2 separate regions of the Mus musculus genome follow, and region 2 is linked to region 1. Evidence: chromatin contacts called from public promoter capture Hi-C data. All regions are on one chromosome and are shown on one strand. Each heading gives the region's core, a stretch centred on a gene start, on an enhancer-like site or on the middle of the called end of the contact. The rest is flanking DNA. Distances are from core to core; before and after follow the strand shown.

Evidence for each region. Promoter capture Hi-C pulls out the DNA fragments that hold promoters and counts their contacts.
Region 2: a promoter capture Hi-C map of maxillary cranial neural crest shows a contact between it and region 1. The contact joins the enhancer-like site here to the promoter of Chmp5 in region 1. A contact is called at or near these places in 9 of 39 promoter capture datasets (the C10 cell line, the HPC-7 cell line, cranial neural crest and 6 more), 1 of 484 Hi-C or Micro-C datasets (colorectal tumor organoids), 2 of 115 datasets of contacts at active chromatin or transcription factors (bone marrow-derived macrophages and embryonic stem cells) and 1 of 9 other capture datasets (embryonic stem cells).

The regions. Positions count from the first base shown.
Region 1 is chr4:40,945,760-40,951,456 of GRCm38.p6, forward strand. Chmp5 (charged multivesicular body protein 5) reads left to right here and starts at 2,794. Exons shown (of 8, transcript NM_029814.1): 1 at 2,794-2,917; 2 at 3,695-3,799; 3 at 4,755-4,801. The coding sequence starts at 2,849. It overlaps Bag1 (BCL2-associated athanogene 1), which reads right to left and starts at 2,535. Exons shown (of 7, transcript NM_001171739.1): 1 at 1,963-2,535; 2 at 410-538. The coding sequence starts at 2,035.
Region 2 is chr4:41,192,496-41,198,192 of GRCm38.p6, forward strand. Ubap2 (ubiquitin-associated protein 2) reads right to left here. Exons shown (of 29, transcript NM_026872.1): 23 at 4,235-4,313; 24 at 3,833-4,038; 25 at 3,449-3,548; 26 at 3,251-3,358; 27 at 3,113-3,177; 28 at 2,839-3,030; 29 at 1,820-2,751. The coding sequence ends at 2,656. Ube2r2 (ubiquitin-conjugating enzyme E2R 2) reads left to right here. Exons shown (of 5, transcript NM_026275.4): 5 at 1-875. Among named protein-coding and RNA genes, the nearest start is that of Gm22888, 7.8 kb to the right of the region's middle. Within about 2 kb of position 2,571, at least 24 of the 459 cell types and tissues checked have an H3K27ac peak or open chromatin away from gene starts, as enhancers often do.

The DNA.
Region 1 (5,697 bases), core at 1,544-4,043:
GATCTGGGTGCAGGTTCCAGCACTCACATGGTGACACACAGCCCTCTATTAACTCCAATTCCAGAGGAGTTGACATCTTCTCCTGACCTTCGGGGACACTGCACACACACACGCGGTACACAAACACATAAGCAGGCAACACATCCATCCACACACAGAAAACTCAAAAGTCAGGGAAGACCAGGCAGTTTTAAAATCTGCCCTTGCCGGGAAGGGACTTTAATCCCGGCACTCAGGCGCCTGATGCGCAGGAGGATCCCTGTGAGTTCAAGGCCAGCCTGGTCTATATAGTGAGTTCTAGGACAGCCAGGGCTACACAGAGGGACCTTGTCATGAAGAAAAAAAAACCCTAGTAAATAAAGTAAATCTTTTAGCCATAAGTACTCAAAGATGAATGAAAACCACTTACCCTTAAATATGAGCTTCTGAAAAGGTAGTGGAACTCCTGTGGCCTCTTCAACAAGCTGAGCCAAGTCTTGGACAACTGGCTCACTGTTACCTTGCTGTGGGGTAACAAGAAGGTCATACCTCTCATTGCCTGGAGAAAGAAAAGCATTCAATGAGCATTCATCAACCTAACTCTAAGCTGATGTTTTCTTATGGAGCTGAGATTGAATTCAGCTAGGTAGAAGATGCTGGTCACACGTTCAGAAGCTTATAATGGGAACGGGCATGTTCTGCTGAGAAGGCCTGACTCTGGAGAGGAGAGCTCGGTTGTGCTGGGAATCCAGGGGTTGTCAGGCTGCTCAGGGTAGGGTCACACTTGCATCTATCCATACGCTACCCATTACAAAGCTTGTCTTGAGGATTTGTTTCCTCTAACATAAAAAAAAAAAAACTATTTTAACGATGGCTGATATCTTAAGCAATTATACAGAATAAACGGTACAAGACTTGTTCTATGCACTATCTCAAAACCTCAGGACACCATTAGAAAACAGCTATCAGTCTAATTAAGACTCGCTCGGGGAAACCTTCAACTGCTGACTCAGAATTTGACCTTGCATCCAGCTTTGCATCAAAGCCCACACTTTTCTATCACAAGTTGCCTGCCTCATGTGTGGCATGGCTGTCCTATTGTCTCTATGGCATTGGTCTTGTTTTCCCTGATGTCACCAGCAAGGGACTGTTTTCCTCCAAGTCTTTCATACTGGGTACACCTATGTACACCATAGTTAATGGTTAGTTAGCAAAGACAAACAAACGAAACCAATCCAACAACAGAGAGGTTTTTTCTTTTGTTTTAAAACAGGTACTCAATCTTTTCTAAGTAAGTGGAGTTCAAATCCACCTTTAGATTGCGCTCCCAACCAGTCAAGAGTCAGAAGGAGTCCTAGTTCCTATTTGTGCCTCACAGATCAGACATCAAGAGGCCTTTGGGGGGGTGGGGGTGGGGATTCATCTCAAAGTTTCATAAAACTGCTGGATATAGAGCCATGGTTTAGGTAGCAAAGTTTGTTGTTAGTCTTTCCTAACTGATTCTAAGGAAATGTCATGGCTTCAGCTTTCTCGTGTACTTCCCAAGGTTTTTAGTTCTGTGTTGATGTAACCAGATGTCCAGAAAGTAACTCTTGGACTCACGGCCCATTGAACCTGCGGTTCTATGACATCCAACAAAAACACTACTCAGTAAATAAGGAACAGCGGGATCACGCACCAAGTTCGTACTCTTTACACTGGTGGATGTCCAGAACCACGGAAGTTCTACACACAAGAAGGCCTAATATAAGCCTGACACAAAGACCCACGATTACTAGCGTTACACACTCAACTTTGCTTCCAAATAGAGGATCCAATAAGTGTCCAGGGACCGGCCACAGGGAAAGATGTCCTGACACCAGCCCTAAGCAAAAACATCCCCAAATATATATAGCCAAGAACCCATGTTTCTTTCTCCCAAGACTACATGTGGCCAAACCCACATATCCCAACCCGATCTACGGAACCCTCCTTGGCGCTCACTGTGGGTGACGATCACGCTGAGTCTGGGTGTTTCCATTTCCTCCGTCTGGACCATCTCCTCGGTCTTGGCCATGTTGTCGGTCTGGGTCACCTCTTCTGCCACAGTTACTTCCTCGGTTTGGGTCGCCTCCTCGATCTTGGTCACCTCCTCTACCTGGGTCCCGGTCACGTTCTTGCTACGGGTCACTTTCTTACTTCTAGTCAACTCCCTGCTGCTGCTCCCTACCTTCTCGCTCTGAGAAGAGCGGGGCCGGACTTTCTTCTTCACCCGCGGCTTGCAGGCGCCGGCGGCGGCGCCCCTGGTGGATCGGTCATGCCCGCTGGCTGCACTGCGCACAGAGGAACGCTGAGAGGGAGGCAAGCCCCGCTCGGCCCGGGACTCCGACTGGCGCGGCTCCCGGGCAGGCCGAGGGGCGCGCAGCCTGGGTCCCAGCGGCTCCCGGTCGCCTCGCGGTCGCCGCGCGGCGCTGCGACCCGCCAGGCCGCGTTTGTTCACAGCGCAGCGGTGGCTACCGGGCGCGCAGCCTTGCAACCCCGCCCCACTACTCACCAGTTCCGCCCCATCTACTCGCCACGCCCTCGGAACTGACCCTGCTTCAGGCCCCGCCCTATCCGCCCAGCCGCGTCTAAGCCCCACCCACTCCGCCAAGGCACCGCCCTATCCCTCCTCATAAGCCCCTCCTTCAGAAGTCTTTCCACCTCTCCCAGAGCTCCGCGCTCCTTCTCCGGAAGGAGGAGCTGAAAACACGGAAAAGGGATCGGGAGACTCGGGCGAGCACTCTGCGCCTGCGCATGGGGTGGGGGAAGCCGGAAATTGACACCAGAGCGACTACGCTTCCGTTTCTGGTTTTCCTCCAGTGTTTGGGTTTCCTCGCAGCCGGCCAAGATGAACCGATTCTTCGGAAAAGCGAAACCCAAGGCTCCGCCACCTAGCTTGACGGACTGCATTGGGACGGTGGGCATTTGACTTTGCATACCTCTGACACTCCGACCCGTCCATCCCGAATTCGTACTCCACCCCATTCCTGGTTCGGGCCCATTAAACCTGAGTCTTCTTCATCCCCACCCCTTTCATCCCTGTTTTCCAGGTCATTCCTGACCCCAGAGACCAGACAGTCTAATCTCATCATTCTTTCGCCCTTACTGCACTTAGCTCTTTCCGATGCCCACTGTGCCCCACCCCTTCTTCCTCGCTTTGGTTCCCACATTCCAACCTACGTACCCTATGTCACTACACCCCACTTTGTCTAACCTGGCCTTTTAAAAACCCTTTTTCACTCTTCTCCCCTTACCCATGTCAGGGTTAACATATCTGTACCTTAGTCCTGGGTCTGAGTAGCATAGAATTCTGAATCTTGGCCCTTCCAGATTAAACCTGATCTCGGAAATGGTTTTAGATCTCATCTTAGCCTGTGTTGATTGGTTCATTCCACGCACGTTCATGCAGAGTCCCAAACTGACTATTCTCCTACTTGGGAAATCTCAGCCAGCGGAGAGAATCCCAAATCGTTTTCCTCAAGAGAGGGCTGCTATATCAGAATCTAGGAGGTGGGAGAGAGTTTATGAAAGCCCTCCAATGGTTCGGGCTGGAATTCCCCACCCTTAAGAAAAACCCTATTTTCTGCCCTTTGCTATATTGTTCCTTTTTTCTTTTGCATATCCCTCTCTTTCTGCCCCTTTCCATGTAAACATATTACAATAATTACCACTGCATGTGATGTTTTCTTCCAAGGTGGATAGCAGGGCAGAATCCATTGACAAAAAGATTTCCCGGCTGGATGCTGAACTAGTGAAATATAAGGATCAAATCAAGAAGATGAGAGAGGGTCCTGCTAAGGTAAGGCTGGTGACAACTGTTGTAGGAAGTACTGTGAAGGGACTGACTGGTGAAGGATACAAGAAAAATACACGAAATCTGGTAAAGAGAAGCTACTTGTGAGGACCTGTTCTTCAGGGAACAGAAGCTACAGCCATATACAAGAGGGAGGCTGGGTTTTAATGTGGTAGGTAGAAGATGCTGATGACATGTAATGGGAATTGGCATGCTCTGCTGAGAAGGTCTGACTCTGAAGAGGAGAGCTGGTTGTGCTCAGAATCCGGGTGTTGTCTGGCTACTCAGGTTAGACTAGATATGGCGTGTAAGATCAGTGTTCTGATACTAACACTACTTAATAGGCTATGGGTGTATAGGTATCTTTTTTTTTCATAACTTTATAACTTTTTAACAGTATGAACCAGGATATCACTCAGCTTCAATTTTCTCATCTGTTAAATGAAGATAATATATACTAATGTGTGAGGATTAAATAACAAGTCACCTACATGGCATTATATCTAGAATATCGTAGTAGTTGATGAATTTGCGTGAAGAACCAACAGAGGGATCAAAGGTTGATGTAGAGGTTCCCAGATTCTGAAAGCGGGAGGCTGGTGGGCTGTTGTAAATGGCTTCTAACATGAGGACATGATAGCGGATGAACGTGTTGTATTTAAATGGAAAGCAACTGGATATACACAGTGCGCTCTGTTGGGGCTGGAAGTGGAAGTACAATGCCTAGGGAGAGGAAGAGGAATTGAAGATACAGAGCATGGGTTGCAAAGGGCGCTAAGATGTACCAGCTGGGCATTAGAATTATCTGTGCTCGAAGCTTGAAGAGGAAGAGTAGAGTCAAGGAGCCTCCACATCTGCCATCTTGCAGAAGAAACATGTAGGTGCAGGAGTGTGAGCATAGGGGAGACTTCTTGTGCCATCTGCGTTCCCTTCTTTTAATTAAGTCTGTTTTTCTCCTCAGAACATGGTCAAACAGAAAGCCCTGAGAGTTTTAAAGCAAAAGCGGATGTAAGTCATATGCTTCATCTCCCTCCTAAGAAATCAGAAAGTGAAGAGGCCTTCCATTCCTTCCGGCTTTCATTTCTTCTCAGTAGTCTTGATTTCATTACAAATGTGCAAAAGCTTCCAATGTTCCGAGTTACTACCTAAGCTTCAGCAGCCACGTGGGATCACTTTGGCTGGCAAGGTCGAGATGGTTTGGGTCTCCTGTGGTTGAGTTAGGATGAGTGTTTCGGTTTTGTTTGTAAAGTTAGGAGTGCTAAATATTCATTCTCTCTCACCAGAATAAATGTGAAGGTTCACAATTTATTTTCAATTACTATGTCCCAGTGTTTGTGCGAAACCCCAGTTTATCTGTGGTGCTCACCCATGTGGTCTGCTCAGCCTATGAGATCATCCATGGAGTTGTAGACTCGAGGCATAATCAGCTTGTAGGAAACCAGGAAAAGTGTGATGGCTTTGTTTCAATTTTAAAATGACTTTGTAACAGTCAGATGCTGTCTTCCATTTTTAAAAAATACATTAAAATCACATTGGAAAAAAAAACCTAATAATACCTAGAATGGCCAGCATGTATTACAACTGTTGCCTTCTTGGTGGCAATTGGTTTTAAAGTATTTTGGTTTTCTTGTGGAAGGAATTTGGCTTTGATGGCCTGGACCTGTTATCCTAGCATTTGGGAGGTAGAGGACCCGGAACCTATGAGCATTGACTACATAGAGAAATCAAGACTAGCCTTGGCTACATAAGACCCTGTCTCAAATAAATAAATAAACCAAGCAGGGTGGCACACAACCTGTAGACCTAGCACTTGGTATATGGAGGCAAGAACATCAGGGGTTCAAAGCTACCCTGGGCTAGTAAATTCTAGAGTAACTTGGGCTACATGAATCCCTGCCTCAAAA
Region 2 (5,697 bases), core at 1,321-3,820, 250 kb after region 1:
GATAGATGTACAGCCAAATCCTCTCTGATCCTCCTTCCCCAGTGCCCACCTGCCTACCACTGAAAGTTCAATAGCCAGTTGTTTGGCCTTACTCTCTTGGCACCCTAAAACTAACCCTTTCCATACTAAAGCACCCCAGTCAAGGGCAGGTTAGGCACCTGGCCAGTGGGAGGCCCCGCTGGCCTGTGGTGCGTGTTAACTCGGAGGCAGAGAGGCAAGAGGAAGTGGGCCTCAGCCTGTGGTGGGGGTGGTCAGTTCCAAGGCTGTGTGGACTTAGGCAGCCCAGATGCTGCAGTCTAAACTGAGTTAACATGCACACACTTAGGTCCCTGAACACCTGTCCTGTGGGAAAAGCCTTGAGTGCATTAATTTTCCCTTTTGGGAATAGATAGTTTTGGGGTGCAAGTAGAAGTTTTGAGCAGTTGTGCTGTTTGCCTGGTGTGAGATGAACGTGACTCCTCTGGGTCTATCCAGGCCTCGCTGAGTGCGTGCTCTTTATCCTGATCCCACTGTTGCCCCTCCCTCTCCGTCGCCCGGCTTTCTCATTCTAGAACTCTCTTAACCACACTACGTTTGTAATCACTTCTCCCTCCTGGCCTGGCCACCATTTGCTGGGTCCCTCGTGTTTGATCCTGGCCACTGGAAGGGGAATTGCCCCCTCCCCAGCCCTCATCAACCAGGTTTACATTTACAACTTTAAAAGATTCAGATGCAATTTCAACTGAAACCAGCAGACATCCTGACCTTACTAGTTTTCTTAGTTTTCATTGTAGATGGTTTTTCAGTTTAACGAATGAGAAGTTTATCTGATGCTTTTTGTTGGCTTCCCCTTTAGTGGTTTGTCTCTTTCTGCCCACCTGTCTAATAAAACTGTGAAATAAAAAATACCTGTATTGCTATTTCCCCATGGATCGACCCTAGCCCCTTGCTAGTTAAAAAATACATCTCATTACCTTAATAATTCTCAGGTCTCCGCTAGAAAGTTAAAGGCACTCCTTGGGCTCCACTGACCTTTTCTTAGAAACTAACTACTCTCAGCCATACTTTCTTTTAAGATAGAAGGTTAAGGGCAAGGACATTTGTTTAATTTGCCTGACGGGTGTTGCCCACCCTGTGCCAACAGAGCTCACCTTGTGCTCATAGTCCAGCAAGAGCATGGCGAGCAGCAGCACCGTGACTCAGTCTGCACACTCAGGTGGCAGAAGAAGGCGCAAGGAGAAAACGGGGGCCCGTTTCAGTCAGATGCTTGCCTTAACTATGGGTCAAAACCTTTAAGTGTCTGATGGCTTGATCACTAACTATGCCGTGATCACCAATTCTCCCCCAAAACGTTGAGACCATTAAAGAACTGCTTTTTAAAAAAGTGTCCCACATATAGATATGTCCAGTCTCAAACTCAGTAAACCCCTGCCTACCTAAGGAGCCCACCTAAAACATCCTGAATGAGGCACGCACACTCTTCTTTCCTCTAGCCTGGTCTCACACAGTGGAGCTGGAGAGCCCCAACACTTCAGGGTACTGAATATTCCCTGCCCCCAACCTCTGACTTAACCAACAGCCACAGGCAGTGGTAGGACAGGTGACTGTCAGCGGCAGCTCTCCAGCTCTGAGTCTGGGCACTCGGCTTCTTCCCAGACTAGGCAGGTGGGGTTTGGACAGCACTATCTCAGCACTCTGTTCTCTGGGCCCATGAACTTGACTATTGACTAGGCCCAGCTTAGGCCCTGAAGAAAGAAGGGAACAGCAATTCAAGTGACCCTCCCTGTGAGGCAGTGCCTCTCCCAAGCCACCCCCTTAGCCAGAACACGGAGACCAAGAATGCTCTCAGGATTTTATTAGGTGGAGTTTGGGTGAGAGAAAACCCTGAAACAGCTGTCCACCTGGCTCAGGACAACTGGGATGGGGGAGCCTTTGATTGCAGACAGGCTTTCACTGAGATGGATGGAAGCAGATCTTTGATTTCTTTATAAGGGAGCTGACTGGCTGCACATCTCTGAGACCTAGTGCAGATTTTGTTTTTAAATGTTGGTTAGAAAGACAAGTCCCCAGAGCAGGACCAGACCCAAAGCGGAAGCCCTGCTGTGCGCAGACGGACAGGCTTCTGCTGTGCGCAGACGGACAGGCTTCTGCTGGACAGGGGTTATTTCTTCTGTTTCCAGATTAAGATTTGTTAGAAGAGGGACCATGACAAATGACAGAAGGATCAGTTTTTCAAACACAAGGATGAAGTAATTACAGAGGAGAAAACATAATGGTTCACAGGGAATGAGATAAGTCGTGATTCTTCATTGGTACTGACCTGGCCCCAAACCACCAGTCCTTCAGTGGCACACCCAGCAGCCCACTGAGCTGGGGCCACATGGAAGATCTGAAGGCAGAGGGGTCGGAGTGGGGCCTACTTGGCTATGGTAAGGGTGTCTGGACTGGGAGCACACACTTGTGTGCTACCCGTGACCACAGCCCAGCTCCTCCAGGCTTGTATCACATTTACAAGTACATACATAAATACATTACACACAGCAGAGGGTCTGGGAGGCAGGCTTCCCACAGGGCTCAGCTGACAGTTGTCTCAGGATCCCAGCAAGGGCACGGGGCTCCAGGAAGGTGCTCCATGTGTTCCCTCCTGCCCAGAGCCCACCCCCTCCTTTTCAGGGTCTAGTTTGTCCAGTATGGAGCGCTGCCGTAGGTGGGTTTGGAGGCTTGAGACTTGGGCTGAAGGGAGCTGGGCTGGCTGCGCTGACCAGAGCCGCTCTGAGGAGGAAGAGGAGAAAAGGCTATAAAGGCTGGAACAGAACCCCAGGCCCCACGTGGGGAGGCTGCCTCCATCACTGCGCTCACCGGGGCATCCTGCTGTAGGTGGTGGTGCAACAGCTGGGAGTGGGGCTGCTGGTGGGCCGGCATGATGTGCAGGAACGGGGCAGGCGCGTAGCCGGGGGCCGCTGCAGGGGCCAGGGGCCCGGTGGAGCCCAAGGCAGACGGCAGGCTGAATGGTGGAGGAGTCCCGGCATGAAATCCCTGCTTGTCAAAAGTCTGTAGGATAAAGATGGCAATGCCGTCAGGTTGAACTGCACTCTTCGCCCATCTAACTGTGCCCACCTTTGTGCGACCTCACCTGTGTCTTGTTGTAGACGGAACCAGTCATATCAGGTAAGCCAGTGCCTGAAGATACTGACACTCCTAGGAAAAAAAACAGCTGTCACACAGGAGACTACTACTCCAGGTTCCAGTCCCGGAGAGGAGCTGACATTACCTTTGCCAGGCCCAGAACCAGTCGACTTGTTTGGTGCCTGAGATGATCCACCATAGCCACCCTTGGTGTAGTCTCCTGCTGCCGTCCCCTGGGTCAAATCGTCATAACCTAGGATGACAGGGCACAAGAGGCATGTGTGGGCTAAGCAGGTCTCTCTGAGCATGTGCCGCTCAGTACTGGGAGTGATGCAGTCCTTACCTGTGCTGTAAGCGTGCTGCCCATAGCCACTGGCCTGCTGGAAAGGGGTCGGGGGAGTGCTGAGGGCCACACCGTGCTGCTTCGCTGAGGTTGGAGGGACCTGATTGGACAAACAGGCGAGGTTTGAGTGTAAGAATAATGCAAAGAGGAGATCAGCCTTGGCTTGAGCGTCAGGCAAAAATAAGTCAGAACGCAGAGAACCACTAGTTTCCTAAGTGCAATCCATGATGAATCTAAAGGAGCTGGGAAATACAATCTGACCCCTGAACCAAGGCTGGCTGCAACTCAATGGGCTCGTGGCTGCATCATCTGCTGCTGATAGATGCTGGAAAACATCCCCAAAGTTTCAACTTTTGAAGAACCCATAGCCCAGGAAATACTCACAAACATAGTAGGCCCATACTGGAAGGCACTGGGCACGCCTGTGTAGTAGGGGAGGCCGGTATAGCTGTAGCCAGGTGGCAGACCAGGATTCAAAAAGGGCTGCTGGGCCGTGTGGTGGGTCTGAGACTGGCTCTGCTGGGCCTGAGCTGGGGTCGTTGGAGGTGCAGGGGATGCAGAGTCTCCTCGGCCAAACTTTGTGACGTCACCTAGAAGAACAACGACCCTTGTATTACCAGGGGAAAGGCCAGGCTAGCTGTTACAAACAGGAATAGCTCATACTGCCAGCTCAAGTACTCACACCTTCAAAGACTGCCTCAGCCCGCCTCATCCACCTTCTGGCCTCCTGTGGCTAGACAGGACAGCCCATCACCTCCCCAACTCTTGCCCGCTGAGCCAACTAACCTGAATATGGATTATTAGCTAGATTCCCATCTCGGCTGGCAAGGGCTGTGGGTGCTGCAAAGGGAATTCCATAGTAATCCTAGGAAAGACCAAGGAGACTCACTGAGCAATGGTCTCACCCCATCCCCAGAGAGCAGATCCAGGTGGCAGAACATGTATGCACACTCTGGGTGATGCCACACTCCCAGAACAGGCAGCTGTCCAGAGAGCTGCATGTATGACAGTACCCTGGGTGTGTGCAGCTCAGAACCTCTGCTTTAGCTGACAGCATGTGGGCAGATTGCCAAACCCTAATGCCTGAACCAGACACAATCAATCTCACAACTCTTTTCACAGCACATACGGAGACTTGGTAAATGCTACAGGCCAAACCAACTGTACTGGTCCTTACTGAGTGAGAGACTAAAGGAACAGCCATGGGAATGGTAAAAGAGGCCAAGCCTAAGAGACTTAAAGAGGGGCAGAAAGCAATGCTAGGCAGGCATAAGACCATGGGTCTAGCTTCTGCCAACTCCTTTAGCTACAGCAACAGAGCTAAATGGCAGGGGAGAATGGCAGGTACAACAGTGCAAACACAGGCCACCAAAGCTGCACTCTGGAGGAAGAAACTCTGCCCTGGCCCTCACCACCCAGGGCCCTGGGCCGTCTGAGCTGAGTCACGCTAGTCAAGAACACATAGCTGGGAATGGCTCTCACATTCCTTAGGCTGCAGGTCTAGGCAAACTCCAAGAAAACATGGAATCCTCAGCCAGAATTCTAAGAGGCAAAAAGAACTAGCCAAATGACAAGGAACTTGCAGGGACTAGCTGGAGACAAAGGAGACTAGTAGGAAGGAGGCCCACAAGGGAGCACCTTCACAGACAAGGAAATCCAAAGGCAGCAGTTTAGCCCCAAAGAAAGGCTAAACACGACCCAAGAAAAAATGTAAAGCTTGTTTCCACTGCGGACTCTCTAAAGATGTCCTCTAAGATATAACTTTTAAAACAGAAAAGGGAGAGGCTGGAGAAATGGCTCAGTGGTTAAAAAAGCTGGGTGCTCTTCCAGTAACCTATGTGGCGGCTTACAACTGTGACACTTCAGCTGCAGGGATACGATGGCTTCTGTCCTGTGGTTAGGCACACAATGGTGCATCTGCAGAAATCCTAGCCCAACTTGTATACCCAGAAAATCCAAGGAAAAGGAGACTCATGGTATGGGTGGAGAGGCAAGAAAAGCCCCTAAGGACAGATGCAGCTGTGAGTGTCACTTCAGGCTATCTTGGATGCTACCCAGGGGTCCTTCTACATCCTGTTAGACTCAACAGACCCTCAGCCAGCCTCTCCCTCAGACAGGACTCCACTCGATCAAGTGGAGGCGCTACCTGCAGCGGCTCACTCTGGGCGGCCTGGCAGAAGACAAGGAACCCAGCAACAGGAGTGGGTGTAGGCAAGAAGTAGGCACGACAGCAAGCACAGGCAGCCCGT